Regions from separate parts of the Danio rerio genome. Here region 2 is linked to region 1. Evidence: chromatin contacts called from public Hi-C data. All regions are on one chromosome and are shown on one strand. The core of a region is the stretch at or near the end of the contact, and the rest is flanking DNA. Distances in the headings are between cores, read along the strand shown.

Region 1 (4,190 bases), core at 25-2,524:
AAGATTATTAAATATCATGTATATCAAATATCAATATCAAATAACAAATGAATTCCTCATAAATAAATAATGCATTAACAACATTTTATTGATGGGACCATACTGTAATGTTTTATCAATATCATTTCATATATTTCACGGAGAACAATTTCATCTTTATATCAGTAACTGATTCTTAGAATTAAACCAACAATTTTATTACATTTTTTTTAATTTGGGGGATATCTCCAAATTAAAATAAAAATCATCTAGAATCGTCTATATATGTCCATGACTTTTACAAACTTGAAAATAACACCAAAACGTACAATTTTGCATTTAAGAAAAAAGAGCCATTGCTCATATGCACCAAATACAGACACGGAAGCTATGATTCATTTGTACTAAACACAAAACATGACAGCCCCCATATCTAAAAATATACCACTTTTGCACAGGAAAGCATAAAGTGTGCAACACCACTCATCATTTACTCAGGGCAGAACTGTCCACCTTCACTTAATGGAAATACATGCATTGACTGATTCTATTCCTGCTAAATATATCATTAACTTTTAAAAAATAATAATAAAAATGGAAAATTAGAAAAATATGACAGTGACAAAGTGTTAAAAATATGACAGTGACAAAGCGTTAAATCTTGAGTTCCTTGAAGTGTTATAAAATGATCCTCTTATTCTGAACACTTTGCCCTGACAGCTGCAATTACAAGTTTTACAAAGTAGCACATGCACAACACATGCAACCCATAAACGGGGTCATATACACGCAGCTCAATGTTAAACAATCACCAACATTCAATACATTATGTTGATGGAGCTGTCACATGATATTGATCTCAAACTGACCTCTACACATAAGACTACAAGCAACTTTTGGATGTGTGTGTGTGCTTTCCTGGCCTTAGTCTGGCCCGTAGACGCTGCCGTGTGCAGTAGTAGAAGGATCATTCACATTGACACAGATGTGTGTAATGACAGCTGACGTGCTCGTCTTACCCGGAGAGTACAGCTTGGCGAGCTGTCGGGCCCCGGCGTGCTGTGGTCCCCAGCGAGGTGCGGTGCTGCGCGCGGCCGCCCCGTGCTCATTCCCGTTCGGATCCTCCTCCGCCATAGACCGATGCCTGATCTCCGTCTCTGACAGTAACGCCGCCGCCATGGTCCCTTATGATGGCCAGTTTTCAGAGAAAATGCATTAATAATGACCCTGTATCGTGCATTTAGTAATTAATACACAGGGGTTCAGGTTTAGCGGTGAATGACACACCTTTCTTGGTAAACCCACTGAGGTTCCTACTTCAGCGAAACACACCCGGAACTAAAATACGCACGAACTGCCTGTCTACCACTCCGCTATAATAAACAAACATACCTCGATAATTATTATTTACCTTGTTTCATCTCATGAGGCAAATGATAGATAATATTGCTCCCGGCGGGGACTCTGAGCAGCTCTTTAAACTGTCCGACAGCCTGAATAAAGTGAATATTCGCAAAACTTTTCCTCTGCCTGCTGCTGTGCTCTGATCTTAGGGACCGTCGTAAAAGACGCGTTTATAGTGTGAGAGGAAAAAGCCATTTTGATCACCGGCTACTCTTATCTAAGAATTATCATAATCAACAAAACGATTTTTGATGTTTAATCAAATGTACATTACAAAATCTGTAGGATTATACTGGCGTCGCCCCTTAATGTCAGCGAATCATGTCTGGGGTTTTACCAACGGTCCCTAACATCTCATGCGAGTCTATCGTAGTGCTCGAGACGCTGATAAGACACAAACGCCTCTAGTGAAATTATACGAGTACACATGACTACTGTGCTACCTGTTGATAAGAAATAGATAAGATAATCATGCTATCTCATGTTCAAGTGTCTGTTTGATTATGTACCGGCGATCACAGGCATGGACAATGATTTATAAATATTTCAAACAAACTCCACAAATAGCTTAAAGCTGTCGCAAACATATTAATTGTATACATCATACACGTTGCTTACATGTTGTTTGGAAACAAATCTGTCAAGCATTATCCTATATAATGCTGTAAAATGGAAATTTAATGTAATTACCCTGAATCTGATGAAAAAAAACTGCTTAAACTGGCCTAGGCTGGTTGGCTGGTTTTAGCTGGTCAACCAGGCTGGTTTTAGAGGGGTTTTGGCCACTTCCGGGCTGGTTTCCAGCCTGGTGTTAGCTGGTCAGGCTGGAAAGTGACCAGCTAAAACCATCTAAAACCAGCTTGACCAGCCTGGTTAAAGCTGGACATAGCTGGTTTTGGCTGATCATCTCCCAGCCTGACCAGCTAAGACCAGGCTGGAAATGGCTGGAAACCAGCCTGGAAGTGGCCAAAACCCCTCTAAAACCAGCCTGGTTGACCAGCTAAAACCAGCCAACCAGCCTTTTTTTTTCAGTAGGGTATAATTATATATTAATTAGTGTACTATAGAAAATCTTTTCTTTTATCGTGTGTTTTGTGATGTTGTAAAGACTGACAATATTCAGGAATGACAGACAGTTTAACTGGTTTGCTAACATAACACATATCTCGAATATTATAATAATTAATACAAAACACAATTTTTACAATTGCTTATAATTGACTATACCTTTTACACACTACATTTACATAACACTGAAACACTATTCATCTGCACCAAATACAGAACATGAATCAATGATTCATACGCATTAAACACACAACAAGAACGCCCCCATGTCTATAAATATGCTACCTCTAAGAAGTATAAACAGTTCCTCCAATGCAAACATAACGTCATCATTTACTCAAGGCAGAACTGTTCACTTTCATCTCATGGAAAATAAACTCACTGAATGGTGACTGATTCTATTTCTGCCAGACATTTCTTTGGCCTCATGTAGAAATCTCCATTTACCCTTAAAATCCACATTGAGGTGATGTTAGTTTTATATTCGCACAATTCTTCAGTGGCAACTTGTGACAAGGTCTCTATATTGTTTAACACTCTACTTTTAATATTCTCTCTGAAATTACATTCAAGTATGACTTTAAGCATTATTAGCACTATTTAATTGACTGTAAACAACCTTGTACTTTGATAGTCATTGGCTGCTAATATTCAATCATTCATTTCCTTCGACTTTTTCCCTTTATTCATCAGGGGTCACCACAGCAGAATGAACCGAAAACTTATTCAGCATACGTTTTACACAGCAGATGCCCTTCCAGCTGCAACCCAGTACTGGGAAACATTCATACACACTCATTCACACACATACATACGGCCAGTTTTAGTTTTATCAAACCCAACATGGGGAGAACATGCAAACTCCACGCAAAAATGAATGCGTTCAAACCAGCGACCTTCTTGCTGTGAGGTAGCAGTGCTAACCACTGCAAAATCCACATGTTTGAGACAACTGTGAGGTCCATGAATATTAAAACAACTGAAGCCCTAGTTAAGGGTGAGATTCAATAAGATCAGATAGTATGGATGGTTCATGAAGTCCAATTTTGGAGTATTTAGGAGTTACTCAGATGGTGTGCTGAACCCCTTTTCCCAAAGCGAACAGGTTCAGAGGCCCTCAGGGGCCCGTAGTGTATCGATGCGTTCCGATGGCTGATTTCTGGGAACAGCACCGACCTTCTGTCCGGCTCAAGTTATGAGACTCAGCGGCCGAACCAGCTGCTTAAACACATGGATGCAATTAAAGCAGAAACTGCACCGCTGAAAGAAGAAAGACCACTTTAAATAGACGTTTCTGTGCTTATTTCCCCAAGTCACAAACATTAAATCATCCGGCCATCAGCACTCAGTTTTTCATTATTTACATCACAACACAAAATTTTGAGGGAAATGTGTAGTCTTTGTTTAGGTTGACACTATCAATCAGATTTTCCTTCTTTCCGTTTTTTTTTTTTTTTTTAACCCACGCGAACGCATGGAGAACATGCAAACTCCACACAGAAATGCCATCTGACCCAGCCTGGGCTCGAACCAGTGACCATCTCGCTGTGAGGTGATAGTGCTACCCACTGCACCACCGTACACGGTGCCATTTTTACATGATTTTTAAATCAAATTGAACTCGTTTGACTTAATGCAGTCACTGTTTGTATTCATGATTAACAGGGCTTGGCATGAACTTTTTGATCACCAGCCACTGTGGCTAGTAGATTTCCAACCTTACTAGCCACTCGCCATTT
Region 2 (3,984 bases), core at 672-3,171, 48 kb before region 1:
TTATCTTTACTGTTCGTATATTTATAGCAAAATGGAGCCTATAACATTGCTGCCTCCTTTAATTTTTACTGAAAATTTTGAAACATACCCTCTCTTTTGCTGAATATCAGTTAATTAATAATAAAAAATGGCAATCAATAATACAATAGGTTTATACAATATAGGAAATAAAGGCAAGCAGCCAGTCAAATGTGCAAAATCAGTGTATGTGGTTACATAAATTAATATATTAGCCTAACTTATCTTTGTGCTCAGCCAAAATGTGTTACCTGAGAAAAAGTAATAGATTCAAAAGACAGAAGAGTCCTTAGAGACAAGATGAATTAAAAATCACGTTCAACAACATTAGTGAGATGACATCCATCAGTAGATGCTTGATAAACTGTCTGACAAGCGCTGCTCTCACCTGGGGAGGTGTGCTCAAAGCAACCGCTGACTGCCTGGAGCTTAGACGTGCGCATATGCTTCGGCGCATGCCAGAGTGTGTGTGTGGTCACGTGATGTGACTTTTCAGCGCTGCAGTGTGAATGGAGATCTTTTCAGAAACACTAGATGAAACGGCAGTATGGATGTGGATCATTTTTCACTCTAAAACACCATTTTTACAACTAAAACATATTAGTGTATACCGGGCCCTAAAACCCTCCCACCTATGCTACACAGGTCAAACTTCTAGCTCTGTTCCGGCCTAACTATTACAGTGCTCTTCTGAGAGGCTTTTTGGCCAGGCCTATCAAACTTTTACAACTAATCCAGAATATGGCGTTGAGAGTTAACAAGCCCAAAAAAATGAAAACAACTCTTTTCATCAATCTGCACTGGCTATTAATTGCTGCTCACATCAAAATTAAAAAACAAAAAGCACTGGCTCTGCACTACTTTACTGTAATACTAGTTTATAAACTTCTGGAGCGAGCATAAGTCTGAAGGAGCTTGTGCTCTACAAGCGAACAGTGCATTGTGGATCTCTCCTAAAGATGCACAAGATCAATTTTATTGACCTTTACCTTGACTGTTCCCTGCTTCAGGAATGACCTGTTCTGATCAAATGAATCTTTTTTCAACATTTGACAGTTTCTAATCTATTTAATATATTTCTATTTCTAACCAGTAACTACAAATCTATATTTCTAGCTACAAAATCCACAACAACAAAACTTGGCTCTGTGTAGTGCCTAAGCCTAACTAGGACTGGAATTAACCATTACATCTTGATGCTCTATTGCACGGATGTCAAACTCAGTTCCTTGAGGGCCACAGCTCTGCAGTTAAGGTTTAACCCTAATTAAACACACTTGATTAAACTAATTGAGTCCTTCAGACTTGAAACCTACAGGTAAGTGCTTAAGGTTGAAGCAAGTTTGAAACTGAACTCTGCAGAGCTGCGGCCCTTCAGGAACTGAGTTTGGCACTCCTCCTCTATTGTTTCAATTCAATTCATGTACAAATTTATAGCGCTTCTTACAATAATAATTGTTCCTAAGCAGCTTCACAAAAGGTGCACATTATTAGATTACCATCAAAATCAGAGAAAGTTATAATTTTAGCTAGCTCTAAAAGTGCCCTCCCCAAAAGAAGAGTGTTGGGACAACACTGCAGAAGGAGAATTTTACAAATGACACAACAGGGTTAACTGACACTTATGATGTACACTTTTTATGTTTATATATATTTATTCTATTGCATGATGACAATTGCCATTTTGAAGCTGGACTAGCCCTTTAAGAGTGCCTATCAGTAGTGTACCTGTAGTGATGCAGTAGTAAGTCTCATGCGGCGACACATGATGGATCCGGTGGTGCTTGCGGGGCAGCACTAGGTGGCAGTCCTGCAATAGTGTGACCCAGCGTGGCAGGTCGAAGTAGGAGTGAGCCCACTTGTGGATCTGATTAGTCATGGTTACAAAAACCGCCAACGCAAAAACAAAACATTCCCAGGGGTAGGACTCTGCAAGGGCATCTGGGAAAGACAGATAGCGTAAGGGAGAGGTGTAGGGAGAGATAGAGGAATAAGAGTGGAGAGAGAGAGATAGAGAGAGAGAGAGGGGGAGAGAGAGAGAGAGAGAGAGAGAGAGAGAGAGAGAGGGAGAGAGAGAGGGAGAGGGAGAGAGAGAGAGAGAGAGAGAGAAAATTATATGCAAATTAATACGATATGCCTTAAAGTGACAAACCTCAACCCTTTAGTTAAGTACTAGCCTAACCGTCAAGCAATCACATTGACCTTATATCCCTCTGACTGATCGGATCATCAGTGATTGATATTTTAGTGGAATAAAAGTCATTCTGTGGCATCAAGTGAACGACAGGAAAATCTCAAATGGGAAAAGGGATAAATACAGTCAAGCTCCAAAAAAAAGGCCAATTAAGTGGGTCCATACAACATGTGTGATATTCCAATGCTGTGTCTCAATCAGCACCACTAGCTCCCGAAGATCTTCATCAGTAGGTTGTGTGCAAGTATTTGGGCATTGATAAGAACAGGAGCTAGGTTCACTACACATTGGGTCATGACATGAAAACATCCTCGTCATCATCAAAACTGAAATTTATAAAATACAACAAAACTTATTGTTTTCATTTATTTATTTTAATATGTTTTAAAAGAACATTATAGCTAAATATTTGATTTGCTTCATGTGCAGGCAACATTTCAACAATTAAATAATAATAAACATTTGCTAGATTTTCCCTAACTTGCCTAGCTTTGTTCGTTCATGTTAAAAATAAATAAACAATAGATTGTTTTTAGAAAAATATCTCTCATTTGTCATTAAGTTTGATGGTTTAGACCACGTGATTCATATTTTGCACTTCTGAACTTCCTTTAACGGTGCATGATGTGTATCGCTATGCCTTGAATTTCACAGTGCGGGACCTAACAGGGTGCAAAAGTTTTAGTGAACGGAAAGAATTTTGCAATTGAGACAGCACTTAAAATTGCTGCCAACCTGGTTAGTGAATTGACTACTAAACAAGGGTGCCGATTGAGACGAACCCCAAGTTCTAAATTCAACAGCAGCTAATGCTTACTTTTGTACTAGTCATTTAATTTAAAAATAAACAAATCCTTGTGGATTTTAATAACTACATCTGCGTCTCTTTTTTTGGAGGCTGCTACTGTCCTCCGGAGGTCACATTTTCAGCCAGGCTTTCATACACTGAGGTAGCCTTCATGACTGAAGTTACATGTGTTTTTTTCTGCCAAGGCCACCCGGGGTGCCGAAATATAATTGGGTAAACTGGCAGAGGGCTGGGTTACACAGACCAAAACAATGCATTGCTTTTCAGATAAACAAGTATGTTCATTTAGCATGTTTTTTAATATCTGCTAACACTGGTATTTTTCTGCTTTATATTTTTAGCTTCGATCATATAAAAAAAAAAAAAAATGATGCACTCAAGACATTAAACTACACTTCTCCTCTGCTTTTATAAAGAGGAAAGAAATCCACAGGTTTGGAATAACATGAGTTAAAAAGATGACAATTAATTTTTTTTTGGCTGAGCTGTTCCTGTAACCCATGCAGGGTACAAATGGAACTGGGAACATTTTACCCTTTTCAAACCATATCCTCATTCGTCGATTTCCCAATTTTGAGGTATTTTAAGATGAATGTGGGACACATTGACGGCTCCAGGACAAGGAGTCTCACTCGGGTCACACTCATTGATTCTAAAATAGTCACGCTGACTCACTTTCACCACACGATGGAAAAGTGAGTGGATGTATGCAAGTGTGTGTGTGTGTGTGTGTGTGTGTGTACCTGGTGGGTAGGAGAGGAATTTATAGGCCATGTGGGCCAGAGGCAGGATGGTGATCATGCAGTTGTCTCCATTAGTCTCTATGAAGTCATGCCGTGTGATAGCCGTCGGATCAATGTGATGCTCCCGGAATGGGCGAATAAATGCCTGAATGGAAAGAGAGAGGTAAAGAGAGATGGGGGAGCAGAGGGAAGGGAGGTTAAGGTTCAATTGAAAAAAAAAA

What was found. Hi-C and Micro-C count contacts between places; a contact is called where the count stands out from the background.
Region 2: a contact with region 1 is called in a Hi-C map of embryo, with 1.8 times the contacts expected there. The contact joins the enhancer-like site here to the promoter of si:ch211-212o1.2 in region 1. A contact is called at or near these places in 2 of 18 Hi-C or Micro-C datasets (caudal fin and embryo) and 2 of 4 datasets of contacts at active chromatin or transcription factors (embryo and gastrula embryo).

The regions. Positions count from the first base shown.
Region 1 is chr18:19,383,147-19,387,336 of GRCz12tu, reverse strand. si:ch211-212o1.2 reads right to left here and starts at 1,274. Exons shown (of 6, transcript NM_001080164.1): 1 at 999-1,274. The coding sequence starts at 1,158.
Region 2 is chr18:19,431,993-19,435,976 of GRCz12tu, reverse strand. It overlaps si:ch211-212o1.2, which reads right to left. Exons shown (of 6, transcript NM_001080164.1): 4 at 3,764-3,908; 5 at 1,747-1,959. Among named protein-coding and RNA genes, the nearest start is that of si:ch211-212o1.2, 48 kb to the right of the region's middle. Within about 2 kb of position 1,921, at least 3 of the 62 cell types and tissues checked have an H3K27ac peak or open chromatin away from gene starts, as enhancers often do.